2 separate regions of the Lactuca sativa genome follow, and region 2 is linked to region 1. A link is a contact called in public Hi-C data. All regions are on one chromosome and are shown on one strand. Each heading gives the region's core, a stretch centred on a gene start, on an enhancer-like site or on the middle of the called end of the contact. The rest is flanking DNA. Distances are from core to core; before and after follow the strand shown. Region 1 holds the start of LOC111914360 (probable galactinol--sucrose galactosyltransferase 5). Region 2 holds the start of LOC111914359 (glycosyltransferase BC10).

Evidence for each region. A called contact is a pair of places that touch in the nucleus more often than the background predicts.
Region 2: a contact with region 1 is called in a Hi-C map of leaf, with 6 times the contacts expected there. The contact joins the promoter of LOC111914359 here to the promoter of LOC111914360 in region 1. A contact is called at or near these places in 3 of 4 Hi-C or Micro-C datasets (bud, leaf and seed).

The regions. Positions count from the first base shown.
Region 1 is chr3:183,633,109-183,637,306 of Lsat_Salinas_v11, forward strand. It overlaps LOC111914360 (probable galactinol--sucrose galactosyltransferase 5), which reads right to left and starts at 2,115. Exons shown (of 4, transcript XM_023910115.2): 1 at 830-2,115; 2 at 438-615; 3 at 1-348. The coding sequence starts at 2,026. LOC111914361 reads left to right here and starts at 2,077. Exons shown (of 2, transcript XM_042898754.2): 1 at 2,077-2,195; 2 at 2,943-4,198. The coding sequence starts at 2,088. The coding sequence ends at 3,464.
Region 2 is chr3:184,139,766-184,143,963 of Lsat_Salinas_v11, forward strand. LOC111914359 (glycosyltransferase BC10) reads right to left here and starts at 2,279. Exons shown (of 11, transcript XM_023910114.3): 1 at 1,592-2,279; 2 at 809-925; 3 at 616-716; 4 at 450-521; 5 at 288-369; 6 at 115-195. The coding sequence starts at 1,828.

The DNA.
Region 1 (4,198 bases), core at 865-3,364:
TGAGCATTGTTTTTCCATCGTGGAGTGGGTCTTCGAATAGACAATCACGGGTAGGTAGGGCATAATACTGACAACGTAAGATTGAACCATCGGGCAAAACAAAGGTTTTAAGCAAATCAAAGTTGTGTTTCCCAACAGTATCACTGATGTAGATGGGCCCACCTGAAATAGCCCTAGAAGCCGCATGAAACTCGGCACATGGGTGAGTTGATTGAAACATGTCCCAATCCGGTTGTATGAAATTTCCCATCCACAAACTATTATAAGCACAATGCACCATGTGACACCCTTGTAACCAATATGTACCATTAGGGTCGCCGGATGGATCAGTGCACCAAAAATCGTCACCTATTAAAATGTTTTAAGTCAATAAGTATGACACAAGTCGTTATTATAATTATTATTAAACAGTGTAAATGAAAATGTGAACAACATACCAACACGACCAAGTGCAATGGCTTCGGTGCCTAGGAACATGAAGTCGTTACAATGCTCCATACTTGCAATTACCCCATTGCCCTTGAAGTGGTTCTTCACCGAAGATGTCAATGCTTTGAAGTATGCCTTTGCTAGCTCTACTCTTCCACCGTAATCCTCACTTAACATCTCCAATAACTATGGGTAAAATCAGGTAAACAATATTCATATCAAATATTTTAAATTATCTCGACATAAGAAAAATGATTTTTTTTTATAATATGGTTAATTAGAAAAATATTGTAAAACTTACATATTTATCCTTTATAGTGTATATGTTGGTTGATATGAGAAAATACTTTTCAACGAAAAATTAAAACAAAATATAATAAAATGGTAGGAAGAAACATACATGGATGACGTCAACTTTGACTCCATCAATGCCGACAGATGCCAAGTGAGAGTGTAGACCTTCGTACAGCTCATTAACTTTCTCCGGTGGGACCAACCCAACTCCGTTATTAACGATTTTATCAACGGCTAGATCTTCCATCGTCTTCTTGAGTCCAGGCGATAACATGGGTTGCACCACACTAGATTCTGGAAGCCCAGGGGTATTGGGCCTTACACCACCCCAATATCCACAAAGAGCATGCCACACATAAACATAATCTACACTTTTAAAGTCTTCCTTTAAATCTCTAACAAAGGCCCCCATGCCTGTGTTAGGGTTTTCTGGTTTCGGACTCTTATAGTCCCGAAACTTATAATTTTCTACAAATTTAGTCAGTCTGCAGGGCATTTGCTCCCCTGCAGCTGTTCGGTTCATACCTTCAGAATCAACTGGATCGTCGTCGTGACTAATGGATTGCCACCCGTCATCAAGCAAAACGAGCCCAGGTGGGCACCCACCTTCGACAAGGGCTTTCACACCTTCGAAGACACCTTGAGGTTCCACGGTTAGATAAAACGCGTCCCATGTACACCATCCAAACTTGTCGACAATGCCAGGTGGCGTCTTATCCTCTAATAGCTTAAACGTACCAAGATGCTCTTGAACAACTCTCATTGCTTTTTTAACAAGGGCATAGGGGTCATACCATGCTTCCATGTAAATGACACTTTTGAAAGAAGTGTCAGATACTTTTGTGGACCCACTCTCCACACAAACATCAACCAAATCGTCATTTCCGGGCTGGATAGAAGCCCGGAAAGGACCTTCCAGTATTGGAAGTATAAAAACATACGGACGACCAGAGTCAGACTTCTCAAGCATGACCATCTGTGTCTCCTGCTCGAGGTCTCGACCGTTTGAACCAACCCAGTGAGTAGACCACCAGACTTTAAACCGGAAAATACTCATGAACCGAATGCCACTAAGCTTCCCAATTGGAACCACGTGTCGGCTATTCGATTCGGAAGCATCAAAACCAACAAAACAACCATTTGAAGCTGTATAACAAGTAGTAATATTCGATGGGACGTCAGATAAAATGACATGGTCGTTAGCCATGAAATTTGATCCAACCAGTTTCACCATAGGCGTAGGATGAACATCATCCAACATGTCGGTATCATCGGATTCAATCTTGAATAAAGTAGGTGTCATTTAGATGAAATTTGGGAAAACTAAGATAGGATTTGAAGAGGGTGTATTTGTAGGAAAGTGAATGGATCTGTGTTATAATTCAATGTGGATGTTGGTGGTGGTTAGTGGGGAATTTATAGGGGAATTGCTGTGCATACGGGGCAGGTTCCAGAGAAGGTCCACATGGTCGGTAAGATTGTTTCTATTTTTATTTATGTTTATTTTACTTCATACGTTAATAATATATTTGAGCAATTTATTTAAAATATAAAAGCTTAGTCAAAAGTTCAAAAATATTTCCATGATACGTGTCACGACGTATCTATACAGATGTAAGTTCGATTTTCTCATTTATGAATGCATCAATTTATTTATTATGTTTGATGTTTGATTTATAACGAAAAAAATGGATGAATAGAATGATATATTTAAAGAAATATGACAAATAAATATAACGTGTTCAAAATGATGAAGATAGTTGTTCAAAATGTATTTTTAATATTTTTTTTTGCTTTATTCAAGAAAAAGATTACTACGGTAACAAAGTATTGTAAAAATAGACTCGGATATCAAGATTTACTCCGCCAGATCCAAATATCATAGCTAAAAGACAACCAACATGTTGATCATAAACATCTACAAATTTAAAGATTAGACTAGGATATTTTCATGTTGATCAAGTCTACGGACATGATAGCACAATATATTTATTTAAGACAAAACTGTGTTCCTGTATATATATTTTTTCAGAATTTAGTCTAAACTATTATATTTTTGGATTTATCGTCTTTTTAAGTTAGTTTATGTGTGGTTTTGATTTCTTAGACAAATGAAAAGACTAAAATGTTCTTTGATATATTTTGATATATTTTTCTATTTAATTTAATGTTTTATTAATAATAATATAGGAGGGGGTTTGGTGTTGTTGTCGTTGTAGGTAGTGAGAGACTTTTGCCTCTTGAACAGGTGTTACGAAGGTTTTTTTGAAGGGGATCTTCAGTATCACGAAGTCCCTCAAGTGGAGACGCTACCGGATCCAGCCAAAGTTGGCCCGGTTTTTAAGGGCGATGTCCCTCCTATCGAGGCAGGGGTCAAGGCTGCTTCTCCGATCAGGGGAACAAGTGTGGCTAGCGGTCAAGTCGTCTCCCAACGTTGGTCTGCTGCTGTGGATTCTACTCTTGAGGAGGATATCGGTGGCAATATTATTGACCGACGTTTATGTCGGAAACGCAATATCGATCCTCTGCTCGCTAAGTCACTCATTGTTATTGAGATTGCTTATGGTGATGACCCGCAAGCAATGGAGACGGCAGGTTTGCGTCGGATGGTGAGTCCTTCGTCTTTGAGTGCTCTTGGTGTGTATCTCCCAGGGTGGAACCTTACGTTAGATTCCCTTTTATTGGAACAGGGTCCCGCCCGTGAGTGGTGTCGACATGCGTTTCCTTCGGCTACCCTGTAGCCCTCGAGGCTCTTTCTTATTCTCACATGGCGAACGATCTTCAATATGTCATAGCTCAGGTTGCTCCTTACTTGGTGGCGGCTGCTGGTCGTCTTCGTTACATAGGGGCCGATTTAGCGGAGTTGGCTGCTATTAATTCAGAGCATGACGAGCTTGCAAAGAAGGTTTGGCTTATCGAAGAGGAGCAACGCAAGTTTGATGAACGCTACCTCGTGCTTTCTGAGGAGAAGATTGATGTAGAAGCTCAAGTGGCGACTCTGGATGGGGAGGTTAGTCTCTTATCCCAGCAGGTCCAGAATTTGGTCTCGAAGAAAGAAGCACTGGCGGAGCATTTGGCACTACCAGAAGATTAGTTCGCCGCTTAGGTCTCGAGGAGGAAATTCTTGGAGGCTGATTTAGCTTGGGTTCTTCAGAAGGGGGTGGTTCGTGTGGTGGACCATGTTGTCGAGAGTAGCGAGTTCGCGCTTGGGATTCATTGTGTGAAAGCCGTGTGTGTGATTGCTGGTGTAGAGAGAGGGAAGTGGATGACATGAGTGTGGTCGGATGACAGCGGTCCTAGCTCGTTCGATTCGAACGCTGCGGAACGGTCTGTCGATGCAATGCATGATGCCATTAGGGCTTTTTCCGAGATGGACTTCGCGTCCTATCTCCGTTTGAGCGAGCTCGGCCTTGCTAAGCTTCGCCAACTATGCTATGAAGTGGAGGATCTTGTTTCAGACGGTGATGTTGAGGGC
Region 2 (4,198 bases), core at 1,029-3,528, 510 kb after region 1:
AATTTTTTTATTTGTATTAAGTTATTGTACTTTAAAAAAATCTTTCCAATTATAACATTGTATAATGTTTTCAATGAAAGTATGTTGCTATTTTTAGCATTTAACACCACTTACTTGACAATGTTGTTGAAACATAGGAAAAACTACATCATCCTTTACAATCATCTCTGCATGCTTTCTTGTTAGAATCACCCACTGAAGGCATAAAAAAAAGTTACTTAAAAAGGAAATTAATTAAACATCAAGTGGAGTTGTTTTGTTAAAAATAGTATTTAACTATTTATTACCTGAGATCCTTTCCTCCAATGATTAACAGGAATCACAGGATCCATCTTAGGATTATATCTTCCCTCCTTTGTATCAGCAAAACTTTTCAAAAAAAATTTATGAGTAAAATTTTCAATGTTATAAATTATAAAAGTTATAATCAAATATTTTTTAACGATTACCTGTCAACAAAGCTAGTTGATGTTGACATGATGTAATCATATGTGTAGCTGAAGTTGTATAAAGGAATGCAACTGAAACAAGATTAAGAAAAGTATAGAAAACATGAAGCCTTTGATATGTAATTGGGTTCTTTAAGTTGTTTAAAAAGATTATATTTTTTTTTACCTATCAGAAAGGAAAGCAAATCGTTCATTAGAAGGATCCATGAGTGCATGTTGAAGTAGAATAATCTCTGCTTGTATCATACTTGCTTCTCCCCAATATATCTACAAACACATGTATACTTTGAAGCCTTTCAAACCCTTAAATTAATTGTTACATTAACAAGAAATTGAGGAAGAAGAAGAAGAAGAAGAACCTGTATGCTATTATTGATTTGGCGATTTAAAAAGTAATTGGATCTTGTTGTTAATCTGTTAAGTAGGAAACCAGGTCTTGAATGGACGTAAATTGAAAACCGATTTTCATTCTCTCCCTACAAATTAGGGAAATTTTCTTGAGTGTAAGAACATAACATTTGTATAATTGTATCCTAATTCCCTATAATACCCTTCGAGAATGATTGAATGAATATCATGGATCATGAGAGATTAACATTAATGGTTGTTATGAATCGATTATTTGTATAAATAGGTAATTTAGCTTGAAAATTGACAAAAATAAATCCGAATTTGGTCCAATTGGGATAAAGTCTACTATCGATATTCCAAAAATAGAAAGTTTATATGCAATTCACTGAAGTTTTTCAACCTATTGCAGATACAGACTCATAAATGCCACAGTTGCAGATACAAACAGATTCATAAACAACAATAAGACAAAATTGTCAAAATCTAAGAGCAAAATGGCGCAATACCTCTGTTCGTAAAGAACAGGTGTCTTTTTTTGTTCATGGAAGTAAATTTGTGAAATTTTATAATTCAAAGAGATAAACATTCATTTAATTTCATTACATACAACTATTAATAGAGTTCAGAATTTTCTCAGGTAATAATTGTCTGCAAAACTCAGAAATTTTAATCTCGAACAAAAGGAGTAAGTGGGTGAATTACAGAGCATGTGATTTTCAAATTGAAGATAGAGCTACATTCTTACATGAATGAAGAAATGTAGTTAATCGAGATGTTAATAATTAACGTACCTGAAAGAATTCATCCCAGACTAGGTCTAGCGGAAGCCGATTTCGTGCTAGGAACAAGAACGCAATTTTAGGTTTTTGAACGAACAGAGGAAAGATCGAAGAAGCACCAATTCGACTGTACTGTGCCTCCATTAACAAAAACGTGGAGAAACAAAATCCCACTAAAAGCAGTGCAAAGATCTTCGTCTTCCATTTATGCCGTATCAATAACTTAGGCGAAATTGGCTTCCGCTTCATTGAACAACAGCAATAGCTTCAACAACTCAACTCTCAGTCAATCAACGTCCTTCTCCCACCATTTCAAACTTCAAGCCACCAAAAATATCTACGCACTCACTTTCAGTCTCCAAGTAATGAACTTTTTCTCGAGATTCCGAAATTCAACCAAGATCAAGATCTAGGACTACAAGCTCTCCAATTGGGCAAGTTGAAATCCGTGGAAAACTGCACCAATGGCGGCAGAAATGAAGATCGTGAAATCTAGCAAAAAGCTCGTGAGTTGAGCGTCAGCGAGTCGTTGAGATGGAATATTGGAGACGCTAGTGGACCTTATTGAAGACCACCACCAGACGCCATCAATGGAAACCAACCAAGCTCATGGGCGTTGGGTTCGTGACCCGTCTTAATCGAGCGAACCGAAATCGCTTTTAACTTAAAAAGAACAAAGACCTTGTGGGTATTGTCAGGGTACTTTTAGGTATAAGTGTTTGATTAAATTATAAACTTATTTAATATCATATCATTAAATATTTTAGAGTAAAATGCAAATTTGATCCCCATGGTTTACGATTTTATATGGATTGGGTCCCTGAACTTTCAAATTTTGCATAGGACATCCTAATCAACAGGTTTCATAATGGATTTAATCCCTGTAAGACTTGAAATATCTATTTTACCCTTTTAATTTTTCTTCTCCTATTATTTTTAATTCTTTTATCTTTTTTATTTTTAAAAATAAAAATAAAATTCCCCCTCCCCCAAACTTCACGTCTTCATTTTCCTCATTTAGCCTCTACAGAAAAATAACACCAGCACCAAACCACCGGTCACCCCCTATTACCACCTTAACTGCACCATGCATCTCCCATCTCTCCCAGTCTTTCGGTATCCTCGCTTCCTTTGTTATCCTCAACAACCACCACCTATCGACAAAATTTCTTATTTATGTCTCAATCCTTCTATAACCGATGTGTGAATTCATCTTTAATAATCGAATCATGTTTTGGTATTCATAAAACAAAACCCAGGTGACCAACATCAGAACTGTGTACAATCAACACCAAAAATCATATATATACTTAATTGAAATTGGAATTGTACTCAAAAAAAACAAAAAGTCATACCTATACTAATTAGACATGTACTTATCAAAAATCAAAATTCGATTTGAACAGTTATAAAAATTAGGCATGTCCGCAATCAAAACCAAAATACAGGCTTGTAATCAAAATAAAATAAAAAAGCAGACCAGTAACCAAACTAAACACATATAACCAGACATGTAACCTAAAAGCAAACCGGGAAACTATGGAGAATGATTGATTTTCACGTCTTTGGGAAGATACTCATATGATTAACTTTATCATCTACGATGAAAATAGCGTGAATGACTTTAGATGTACAGATATGATCTGATCTGGTCGATATAACTCTGATTTCTAGGTTTTTGTTAAACGAAGTAGAAGGGTGAATAGTGTTTGTCACTGAAAGTATTTATCATCGGATGTGTTTATCATTGGAGCTGAAAGAGAGGGGAATCACAGGAGAAGTTTTTGTTGAACACAATTGAAGGGAGAAGACCTTCGATAACGATGTGTGAGAAAAGGAAGAAGAGCTTTGCCTACTCGAGTAGAGGTGTTGATGGTGGCCACCAATTTGGTGGGTGGAGGACAATGAATTCACCGGTGATGTGTTGTTGATTTAGGTTTTATGATGGATAAAAAGAATTGAGGGATGGTATAGGGTAGGATGCGGTGAGGTGGATTTGTTTATTTTTATTTAAGAGTTAAAAATAATAGGAAAAATAAATTAAAAAAGGTAAAATAAACATTTCAAGTTTTACAAGAACTAAATCCACAATGAAACCAGCTAATTAATACGTTCGATGCAATTTTTAAAGTTCAACGACTCGCTCGATATAAAATTGTAAACCACATTGTCTAAATTTATAGTTTACTCAATACTTTAATATGTCTTAAAATAAATATCTATAAAATAAATATATCTGTTTGCTTTTATTTGGTGGATGTTAATGGGTGTCAAGTGCAGCGTCTCATCCCCTAATCAAACAAAATTCCCCCTTCCAAATATCAAACAAAATTCCCCCTTCCAAATATTATAATATTGTTTTTTATTTTAAATTAAGACCATATATAAAACATACAATCATTTCATGTATTTTTTAACAATGATAGCTAGAAACTTGCTAGTTTTTATTATGAGTTCATTATTTCCCTTACTTGTTATTCTCATTAACCTCATATTAAAAAACTACAATAAAATGACCACCGACTTCGTAAATTATTGATTATGAATTCGTGATTTTCATTTCCTAAAGCAACCTATTTAAATTCAATAGCTAATACTCATATTCTCTTTCAACGAGAA